2 separate regions of the Mus musculus genome follow, and region 2 is linked to region 1. A link is a contact called in public targeted proximity ligation data. All regions are on one chromosome and are shown on one strand. The core of a region is the stretch at or near the end of the contact, and the rest is flanking DNA. Distances in the headings are between cores, read along the strand shown. Region 1 holds the start of A430093F15Rik (RIKEN cDNA A430093F15 gene). Region 2 holds the start of Ms4a4b (membrane-spanning 4-domains, subfamily A, member 4B).

The links.
Region 2: a contact with region 1 is called in a targeted proximity ligation map of thymic regulatory T cells, with 7 times the contacts expected there. A contact is called at or near these places in 1 of 39 promoter capture datasets (liver) and 2 of 130 datasets of targeted methods (memory CD8 T cells and thymic regulatory T cells).

What each region holds. Positions count from the first base shown.
Region 1 is chr19:10,738,760-10,744,841 of GRCm38.p6, reverse strand. A430093F15Rik (RIKEN cDNA A430093F15 gene) reads right to left here and starts at 3,895. Exons shown (of 4, transcript NR_027805.1): 1 at 3,840-3,895. It overlaps Cd5 (CD5 antigen), which reads left to right and starts at 5,868. Exons shown (of 11, transcript NM_007650.3): 1 at 5,868-6,047. The coding sequence starts at 5,996.
Region 2 is chr19:11,440,400-11,446,255 of GRCm38.p6, reverse strand. Ms4a4b (membrane-spanning 4-domains, subfamily A, member 4B) reads right to left here and starts at 2,698. Exons shown (of 7, transcript NM_021718.2): 1 at 2,596-2,698.

The DNA of each region.
Region 1 (6,082 bases), core at 2,646-5,145:
AAGGAGTCTGTAATCTCAGCACTCCACAGAGAGAGGGGAGGTAGAGACAGGAGAGACAGTGGCAGCCTGCTAGGCCTGCTAGCCTGGAGCATACAGTACAGCTGAAATAAGACAGACCCTGCCAGCTTGGCACAGCAGCACAGGCCTGTAATCCCCGCACTCAGAAGACTGAGGCAAGTGGATCTCTGTGAGGCTTAGGCTACATACATACATACATACATACATACATACATACATACATAAGGGCTGGACTATAGCTCAGAAGTAGAGTACTTGCCTAGCATATATGAAGTCCTTGGTTCATCCCCAGCACTGGAAAAATATGTATTTATATATACTTGTGTGTGTATATATATATATATATGTATATATATATATATATATACATATATATATAAGATTATATTACCTTTCATTCATATATGCTGCCTGCTTTAAAACACAACGTAATTATTGTAATTAGGAACAGAAAATAAAAAAACTAAGGCTTACATAAGGCCTATGATGTCTGCCTTGGTTATGCCAGACGGTGGAACCGAGGGCAGTTTCACTTATGTTTTAATTTGTGAGCCACTGTGCTGTTTCACTGACTTTTCGCAATCTGTATGAATTATTTTTTTATTAGCAAGGAGAACCACACTGAAAAGATCTCAGATGTTTCAGACACAAACACTCTGAACTGTTTTCATTAAGAGGTTTTCTGCAAACCCCTTGGAAGCTGTCTCTAAACGACGCCTAGAAAAGATACGTGTATACTTTTGAAAATGTCGGCAACACCCTGTAAAAACAAAAGCCTACCCACACTCAAGCTTGCTTCCAGATCTTTCACGCCCATCCCACTATTAATCTATCATCCTGAATTCAAAATTCTGCAAAGCCTAACTATTCATTTCATGCATATTTTATTCAAGTAGATGGCAATGTGTAAACTACAGTCACGTTTGCTCACCTTTGCATCAGAGCCCCAGGGAGCGCTTGTTCATGGCTTTCTTTGCTCAGTGCAGGGATCGCTTGCCTCCATCAGGCTAGGCAAACGCCCAACCGCTGAGCTACGTCCTCTGTCTTCATTTCACTTCATTTCACATTTCACATTTAAATAAAAGTATGTATGGGCTAGCCTTGAACTCACATTGTAGTCTGGGAAGACCTGGAGTTTACAATCCTCCTGTTTGAGCCTCTGGAACAGCTGGGATCTCATCATGCCCGCTGTCCCCTCTGTGTGGGCTCCGCAGTGTGGAGAGGCTGAAATTCCCTTTTCTTTCTCCTCCTCTTTCCTTTCCCTCTGGGTGGCTGAAATACCTTACACAGGACTCCATCTCCCACCCAGGAAGTCTCTCTAAGAGGACATTATGAGTGAGCTGCCTATTTTTTTTTAAGAACTATTAATTCTTGCCAAGTTGCCCGTTTATTGTATATGTTTAGGTGTGTGTACACACACATGTGTGTGTCAGTGCACAGGCATGGAGGTCAGAGGACAACTTGCAGGAGTCACTTGTCTCCATGCACCATGTGTGTTTCAGAGATCAGGTTCAGGGTGTCAGGCTTGGTGGTGAGGCTGTTTACCTGCTAAGCCCCCCTCGATGGCCCTGTGTGTGAGCTTTCTAAAGAGTGTCATGGCTCTCGGCATCTGGTCTTTTTAAGAAAACTTTCATAGATTGTTCAGGTCCTCATTAGTTTTCTAAATGACACCCTGACCCGTGAGGTCACAGACTGAGGACTCTCAGTGACTATCTAAGAAAACCCTTTATATCACAGGGAAACTGGGTTCTAGGGGAGAGCCTTCACCTCAAACACGCAGCGATAATGATTGAGCCAGGCAGGACTCACATCCCAAGTTCCAGCTCTGTACCCTTCTTGCCTGTCCCAGACTAGCTACTACCTTGCAGGACCCAGAAGCCTTTGTGTCGACTCTTCCCTCAACCTAGAAAACCCATCCCACCAGTAAATGGGAAACCGCTCATCCTTCCAGTGTCCTTCCTCCCTCCTTGACTTCCTCACAAGTAGCAATGGCTACCGGTTTCTCTACAGTCCCCTCAGGCTGGCCCTTCCCACATCCTGTCCTCATGTCCCTTGAGAGATTTGCCTTATGCTCTCAAGGAAAACAGGCCTGGGCTGGGTGATCAACAAGGCAGGCAGCTTCAGGAGCAACTCTGCTCTAAGGGCTGGGATTGTCCACTGCTCTAAGAGGAAGGACCCTCCCACCCTCAGCTCTCTACCATATAGAGGACCCAGTACATGCATTCCTACAGGTGCCTTTGTCCACCTCACCACTCAGGTTCTGTGTGTCTGCCTGCTTTATAGAACAAGAGTTCCTTTTGGGCAAATGGATGCAGCCATCTGAAATAAGAGACAGGTGGTATGTAAGAAAGGGGACATCTACCTGCCGGGAGACCTGGAGGCACAAACCTCACTGTTCGTGAGCTGTGCACCTTTGGGGATCCACCTAACCTCAGTGATCCTCAAGTGGTTCATCGGAAAAATGGGCTTGGTTAACAGCCTTAAGCAGCCTTGTTTTCTCACGTTTACCTGTGGTCAAACAGGCTCAGTGTCGCTCAAAAGAGCAACAGAAGAGAAAGCAGGAGTCAGAACTGTGGGCTGGCTAGAGAGGCAGCCGTGGTGGGGAAGGCTGGTCACTTTAGAGAGCCTCCACTTTAGAGAGCTTCCTTGCAGGAAAGCATGGGCTGAGCCTGGGAGACTGACCTCACACGGGGAGCACTCTACCTCACAAGCCCTGCATGTCATTACCAGGGCAGCTTCCAGATGCCCCGAGCTGCAGGGAGATGGATCTCGGAATGGGGCAGTAGCTTTCCTAATATCCCCCCTCAGAAATTAAGCCAGCTTCTAGACTCCAAGTTGTTTCTACCCAACTATGCCAGTTGTCACTGAAAACTAACAACCATGGATTCTAGAACCTTCCCTCTGAGCCAGTGTTTGTGCTAATACTCCACGGGGCATATCATAAGGTAGCCTTCTTAAATACATTACACAAGGGGAATTTAGGTAATTTACTTCATTAAGTGACTCAGTTTCACCACATATATGAGAGGCTGGTGCTGTTCCAAGGGAGGCAGGCAATCGGGAGCCTGCTGAGATCTCACCTGGCCCTTCTGGTGCACAGGGTAAGTGCCCTGGAAACCTCCGACCTCTGCTTCCCCCAAGAGTTCAAGCTGATGTCCTCCCACCAAGAGCCAAATCCTTTAGGTCCCAAAACAGAGGAAGTCCCTCCTCTGAAGGCACCTGGGCACACCCTTCCCTCTACAATCTGAAGGAGGGCTGCCCTGGGGTCATCCAACTCCCCTATGCTACACAGGAACCAACTGAGGACCCCAGCTCCACGGGACTCACTCAAGGTCACAGAGCAATGGCCACACTCAAAGAGCAGGTATTGGAGGGTCAGTACCTCTCCCTCCCTCCCTCGGACAGTCCCTTCAACAGACAAGAGGTCTTCCCTTGCTCTTCCACTCCCAGGCAAGGAGCAACAGTAGGTCAGGGGTGCACTCCCTAAGCTGGGTAGGGAAGATGGACAGCCAGCCTGAGCTGGTCGTGCTCAAGGCTGCCAGTACAGAAGATCCCAGTGACTGAGTCACTCAGTCACTCATCAAATAAACACTTGGAAGGTATCCATCCTATAGATTTCACTTAGTCATCCAACCAATGTTGATCTGCTTCAGGCCCTCACATTCCTCAGCTCCCATCCCCCTCCCCCCTTCACCCTCACCCCACCTCCTTGTGGCTCCTTTGCCACCTTCTCCCCACCCCCATCCAAAAGAACCAGTGTTGGAATCACTGAGGAGTGACCCAAACCAGAAAGTCCAGTAAGGCAACTCTCCAGAGGTTACCTGGTGTCGCCAAGGCAATAGGGCAGAGCCTGTCCCTCGGAGGCTGTTGAGGTTCTGAAACTGGCCTAGGGGGCTCATCCCCCCTCCCCCACCTTTGCCTCCACCAAGCGGCGGCATGGAAAACCCAGCCAGCTCAGCTGACTTCCTCTTGTGTCATGGAAAGTGCGGGTGATAGGACAGGAAACTGTCGCCTGGGGTCTGGGGTCCCCAGCTGGCACAGGACCTGAGGTCTAGGGGATGCAAGGTAGAAAACTTTGTGGGGTAGTTACTAGGGAGTCGGTGGCAGGGGAAGAGCTACGGACCTGGAGTGCAGGGACCCCACCACTAGGGTTCCCTCCGGTACACAGCCAGTAACTGAGGTAATACATTCAGACTTCTATGAAGGTTGGAACACATAGTGAAGCCACCTAGTAGATCACACTCAGGCCTGTGAAGGGGAAATAAATCTAAAGCTCCGGGTTTGGATTGCCTTTGATAAAGAAGTGAGTCTGGAGGTCTGTGGAAGGAGATGTCGGTTTCCTTGTGTGTGCATGTGTGTGTGTGTGTGTGTGTATGTGTGTGTGTGTGTGTGTGTGTGTGTGTGTGTGTGTGAGTGTGTGCATGTGTGTGTGTGTGTGTGTGTGTGAGTGTGTGCATGTGTGTGTGTGTGTGTGTGTGTGTGTGTGTGTGTGTGCGCGTGTGTGCACATGCGTGTGCATGCATGCATATGCGAGGGCGTGGGCTGGCTGGTCAATGGACAGTGAAGCTCTCTATAAACTGTGAGGAAATAGGCTCCGATGGGCACTTAAGAAACAAAGGGATGCTAGGGATACAGATCAGTTGAGAGTGTTTGCCTTGTAAGCATGAGACACTGGGTTCCAGCAAAGGAAAAAATAACAGACACACCAGGTAGGGACTGTCCCCAGCACCCAACCCATCACCACCACCAGACAAGAGTTTCTCTGTGTAACATCCCTGGCTGTCCTGGAACTCACTTTGTAGACCAGGCTGGCCTCAAACTCACAGAGATCACCTTGCCTCTGTCTCCTGAGTGCTGGGATTAAAAGGTGTGTATCACCATGCCAGCTGCATTTCTAGTTCTTGCATATCATTGATAATGTTGAATGAATGAATGAATGAATGAATGAATGAATGAATGAATGAATGAACGAATCTAGATCCAGAGACCATACAACATGGAGATCTCACACCCAACATGAATATCTATCTCATACCTAACATGGAGATCATACCCAAAATGGGCATCTCACACCAACAGGGAGATCTCTCTCTCTCTCTCTCTCTCTCTCTCTCTCTCTCTCTCTCTCTCTCTCTCTCTCTCTCTCTCTCTCTCTTTCTCTCTCTCTCTCTCTCTCACACACACACACACACACACACACACACACAGTGCTGCAAGTTCAACTCAGATGAAGACACTCTCCTCCCCATACTTGCTGGTAAAATATTACTCTTGGATTCTTAGGCACAGCAGCTCCCGCTTGTAATTCTAACATTTGTGAGACTGAAGCAGGAGGATTACCACAAACTCCAGGCTTACATGGGCTACCTAGCAAGGTCTTGTTTTGTTTTGTTTCTTTGCTTAGATCCCCATAGGGATTCAACTCAGATTATGGACTTCCAGCCCCGTACACCATCAGGAGTGAGCAGGGCTTGTGTCTTGGTTTTCCTTATTGACCCTGCAATAAGACCTGAAGTTGCTCGCCTGCACAGTCCCCACCCCACTCAGAATCCTGTAGGGAAGGCTCCTGTCTCGGGCCCTTGCCCTTTTACCTCGGGTGAGCTCTCCTGAGAGTAGAACGACCTCTCTCTGGAGTTCCCAGCCTCTCTCTGCCCCACAGTCCCATCCCACAAGGACACCTGGTTCTGCCCAGCCATGAGAATGGCCAGTGGGCACTACCGCAGTTCCAGGCACCTCGTGCAGGAAGCTGACAGAGACTCAGGCCTCCATTCTAATTGGGGCAGGTGGTTTCACAGGGAGGAAGTTGACAGTTCAACTTCAAACAGGGTTGGCAGTGACACAGGCCCACACTGCCTGCTTCCCCTTTCCACCCCTGTTTATGCCCCCTCCCTCCAAGACAGTAAGACACTGAGTCAGACACCTCTCCTGGCTGGCCAGCTGAGCTCACTGAGGCTGAGGCAGCAGAAGGCCATTATCCATGGACTCCCACGAAGTGCTGCTGGCTGCCACATACCTGCTGGGAACGCTGGGTGAGTCTCTGCCGGTACTGGGTACTGCCAGGCTG
Region 2 (5,856 bases), core at 1,449-3,948, 700 kb before region 1:
CCACTTCTTGGCCCTGGCATTCCCTGTACTGAGGCATATAAAGTTTGCAGGACCAAGGGGCCTCTCTTCCCAATGATGGCCGACTAGGCCATCTTCTGATAAATATGCAGCTAGAGACACGAGCACCAGGGGTACTGGTTAGTTCATATTGTTGTTCCACCTATAGGGTTGCAGACCCCTTTAGCTCCTTGGGTACTTTCTCTAGCTCCTCCATTGGGGGCCCTGTGTCCCATCCAATAGCTGACTGTGAGCATCCACTTTTGTGTTTGCCAGGCCCTGGCATAGCCTCACAAGAGACAGCTACATCAGGGTCCTTTCAGCAAAATCTTGCTGGTGTATGCAATGGTGTCAGCGTTTGGAGGCTGATTATGGGATGTGGATCCCTTTGCTCCTGTTATAAGTCATGATGTAGATAACAGTGTTTTCAAATAGTCTTGGGTAACTCTTGTGACAAGGTCATTCAACCCCTAAAGGGGTCTCGCCCCACAGGTTGAGAGCTGCCGTCTTAGAGGTACTGCTACTTAAGCATTTTTATATTGGAAGCAAAGCCTCTGTCATATGTTCTCTTGGGGATCAAATTTCATTTGTCTTACTCAATACACATTTCTTAGGTTAAGTTTACATTAGTGAATCATAGTACAGGCCTCAGATAAATGTTTCATAAACTCTCCTCTCCAAAGAGTTTGAAAAATTCAGAAACTCAGGAACAAATTCAGGGAAATCCTAGGAAATTCAGTGAACTGATAAGGAAGCCTGCCATTAGAATCTTGGACAATCTGTTCTCTGCCTGGTAAAGCAGAGCCTCCAGAGAGCTCAGAGGTCACCAGTGACCCCAAGCATTGGAATAAAGAGGAGTTTCATGGAGATGGGAGCATCTGAAAGGAGAGCTGATGAGTGAGCAAAGCCATCACAATGGAGGAGAGTGAGATGATGGAGGGACACCTGTGCATCTAATCAAGTAGTAACCTCATCCCAACTGGATTTGTGAAAGGCCTTCAGGGGCAGGAATGTGGGTTGGGTACAATGCAGTGACTTTGGTTCTAGATAATGCAGAACTGCAGGATCTGTGTAGCTTCTTCAGCCATGGTAGTGTTAGCAGTAAGTGACGCTGTCTTAGAAGTCCACTGTAGGAAGCACCCATAGGAGCAGTGGCAACATTGATAACTGGGTACTCAATAGTGCTTTGTGATTCTATTCTTCTTGGTTTTCTCTACACTGCTGACACTAGATAAGAGATCCTTCTTGGTTTGAGATCCAGCAACACACACAAGCAGCCACTGCAGTGCTGGCTTCCAGAGTACAGGTTCCCAGAGCATCTGAAGATCCAGAGAACAGGGTCTGCCATCTAGAACCAATCAAGATATTCTCACCTGGAATTTAGACTGTTCCTCCTTCAGACCACACACATAGCATGAGGCTATGGAGGATGTCAGAGGCCCCGGTGTTGGGGGGAAGAGTGTTGTTATAACTCTGACATTGGTTAAAACATGAAACACCAGTATGCCTATCAGAGCTCATACAGGCCCATGGAGAGGTAGATGCAATTATAATTTAGGTTCTTGTGCTATCATGGCATACAGTCAATTTGAGTCCCAGTCGTTGAAACATCATCCAGCAATGACCCTGAATCTTGATATCATTTGATGGGAAGCATGGAATTGTTCAGACATTTTCCCAATATCTATATGTGCATATATGTATATATACACATATATATCTATATCTATCTATCTATCTATCTATCTATCTATCTATCTATCTATCTCTATCTCTATCTCTATCTCTATCTCTATCTCTATATGTATGTATGTATGTATATATATGCATGTATGTATGTATGCACATATGAATGTATAATGTATGTATAAATGTAAGTATATACGTATGTATGTATGCACATATGAATGTATATATAAATGTATGTATAAATGTATGTAAGTATATATGTATGTTTGTATTATGCAATATGTGAAGTTGTTGGAGCTAGTTGAAACTTGCTTCATCTACCAAGTGCCCTAAGCACTCACTTTCACCTTCCCTCAAAGGGCCATTTTCCCCTCAACGCTGCTTATGAGATCCTGTGGAAATGCTCAGTGTGTCACACACCCATGCGTGTTCCCCATGGGAGTTTATCCTCGGAGCCTGTGCCCCTGTGATTTATAATTATTCTCATGTTATTTGTGCTTCTGTTAGATCTGGAGAAGCTTTCAACGATCAGGTATGACATTTGTTTTACAATCTTAGGAATGCCAATAGTTTAGAAAAAATAGACAATTCTTATGTTTCTACGTACAAGGCTTTTAAAAAAAATGGTGTTTGGATTTCAATATCTCACACTCCATTGTCATTCCCTACAATCACTAAGGACAGGCTATTGTAGAGCGAACATGTCAAACTTTAAACACTCAAATATTTAAGTTACAAAATAAAGATTGCAAATATTCATCTCCTTATCATATTTTAAACCATGCTTTATATATTATTTTAATCATAAAATATTACAGAATAAAACATAAATCTTTTCTTTAAAAAAAAACCTTGTTTTAAGTAAAATTTACTCCTCAACTTCTAATAAAATAATAAAGATGTACTAACCAGACAATGGAAAGGATCAGATGTCAGCTGATTTATTCCAGGAGAAGCTTTGCTTGTGTGTTCTCACAGGACTCTGATTCACCTTTGTAGATAGCAGACTGTTTGATTGTGTCAGGACTTCCCCCCACTGACTAAGAGGCAGAAACCTTTGCCTCTGACATTTCCTCCCCACCCATCTCAGCCATCATATATGGGTGGATGTGTACTCTGAAAATTCAAGGTAGAAATTTTTGTTTTTTTATATAGAATTTAGACTTCTGATTCTTTTTAAAAAATTTCATAAGATTACTTTTTAATATAAGTAACAAAATAGTTGATTCTTTCCTTTAAGTGCACATTGCAACCTGCTAGTAAGAAAAACTGGCTGAGAAAATTATCGTGTCTATGTATACTCTGTTAATCTATAAGAAGTTACTTAAATACAAATGAATATGGGCTCTAGGGCATAATTTGTTTTTCACCCCTAATATGTAGAACATTTGATCAAGTGAGAGTATTAGGAAAATGGTTTTTTTCTACACATATTCACTGTAATTGTTTACTGTATGAAAAAAGGAATGTAACCATATTGTAATTTTTATAGGGCTTGAAAGATTTTACTGGGCTATATAAGATGTAGGAAAAAAATAAACTTGTTGGAGCTTTGCTACATGCAACAAATGTGTATATGTGTATATGTATGTCTATATGTATATATGTGTATATGTGAAATTTGTTGTAGCTTTGCTCGATCCAACAAATGTATATGTGCATGTATGTATGTATGTATGTATGTATGTATGTAATGGGTGAAGTTGTTGGAGCTTGTTGAGGCTTGCTTCATCCACCAAGTGTGTGTGTGTGTGTTTGATTCTTTCCCACCTTTTTCTTGCTGGCTCCAGAAAGTTTCACTGGACCCAGAGTCTTTCTTCCAGCCCCAGGGAGTCCTCCACCAGCCCCAGAGAATCAAGCTGTGTTCCCTCCAATAAAAATCTGCTGAATGACCAATTGCCTACTCTATGACCCACTCCAGTTTACCGTAGATGCCAAAGCTGCTCTTTGCCAAAACAAAAGAGCACTCCCACCCCCCTCTATGAAACCAGTGTCACTCTAATCCCAAAACCAGGTAAAGAAATACACACACACACATGCGCGCGCGCGTGCGCACACACATGAAAACTACATGTCATTTTCCTGATGAACATAGATCTAAAAATACTCAATAGAATACTGACAAAAAGAATACAAACATACATAATAAAGATTATCTACCATGACAACATTGGCTATATCCATGAAACATGGAATGGCTCAATATTCACAAGTTGGTTAATATAGTAAATCGTGTAAATGAACTTAAGAAAATTACACGATCATATCAAGAGATGTGAAAAGGCCCTTTGAGAAAACAACAGGCCTTCACGATAAAATTCCTACAGTATGTAAGGCTAGAGGGAAGACACCTCAATATAATAAAAGCTATATTTTAGAAACTCATAACCAACATCATTGTAAATGAAGAAAAGCTTGAAGCAATCTCACTGAAGTCAAGAAAGAGACAGGAATTCAATTATTCTTACTCCTTTTCAGTATTGTGTTCTGAATGCTATTTGGAACAATAAGGCAAGAGAAGGAAATTGAAATGGGTACAAATAGGAAAAGAAGACAACAAACTATTCCCATTTTCAGATGGCTTGATACTATGCATGAGAAACCCAAAAAAATTCTACTAGAAAACTTCTCAAAATGAAAAACAAATTCAGGAACATGGCAAGATATGGTGTCAACTTGCACAAATCAGTAGCTTTTCTACACAGTAAACATACATAGAAGGAGATCATTGACACACTACCATTTGCAATATCCTTAAAGAAAATAAAATATTTAGGAATAAACCTAGCCAAGGAAAAGAAGGACCTCTGTGATGAAAACTTTACAGTTCTGAAGAAAGATACTAGAAAATGGAAAGACAGCCCTTACTTGTGGACTGGTAGAATTAACCTTGTGAAAATAATAATTTAACCAAATGCTATTTACAGATTCGAAGCAAACCCTATCAAAATCCCCATATCACTCTTCAAAGAAATAGAAAACTCTCCTAAAACCTATATGGAACTACAAAAGACCCCAGATAGACAAAACAATCCTGAACAAAAAGAACATGTTGAAAAGATTACCATCCCAGGCCTTAAGATATGTTACAGAGCCATGACAATGAAAACTGGTAATGGAACAAAAACAGATGTGAAGACCAATGGAATAAAACCAAAGGCTCAAATATGAACACATACAACTTCAGTCAATTAATACCTGACAAAGATGATAAGAACATAAAATGGAGAGAAGAAGGTATCTTCAATAAATAGTGCTGCAGATGCTGAAAAGTGCTCGCTGACAAGAGCCTGATATAGCTGTCTCCTGAGAAGCTCTATCAGAGCCTGACAAATACAGACGTGGATGCTTGCAGCCAACCTTTGGATTGAGCACAGGGACTCCAATGGAGGAGTTAGGGAGATGACTGAAGCAGCTGAAGGGGTTTGCAACCCCATATAAAGAACAACAATATCAACCAGAGCTCCCAGGGTCTAAACCACCAACCACAGAGTAGACATGGAGGGCCCCATGGTTTCAGCTGCATATGTAGCAGAGGATGACATTATCTGGCATCAATGAGAGGAGAAGCCGTTGGTCTTGTGAAGGCTTGATGCCCCAGTGTAGGGGAAGGAATGCCAGGGCAGTGAGGTGGGAGTGGTGAATAGGATAGGGGATGTGTGGAGGAGAAACCAGAAAAGGAAATAGCAATTGAAATGTAAATAAAGTATCCAATAAAAATTCATGCTGGGAAAACTGAAAATCTGCATGCAGAAGAATGAAAAGAGAGCTCTGTGAGGTTAAAGGTGGGGTCCCTCGTCCACTCAGGGCTCGGGCCTCTGGGTGCGGTGGGATGTGGAAAGTTTTGACTGTGCTTTCCCTTGTGGCACTGGGTGGGCATCTAGCTCTAGCTATGGAAAGCTGTGGAACACCACTCCAGGGGTGGGAGAATGCAGTCTGAGGTCCCCGGGGACTGCGGGAGCCCAGTCGGGGGTCCCCGGGCCTGCAAGGAGACTGGAACCATCAGTTTCTCAGACTCTTGGGCACACAGATACAGCTGGGAGCCATGGAAGAACTGAGAATGGAGTGGGGGCCTGCGGCCTGGACCTAGCTTGGGGCTGAAGGAAAAAAAAAGAGGGGAGCTCTGTCTGGGTCCCTCGGGGAGGAGAGTCCTTGGTTTGCTTGGCAGGT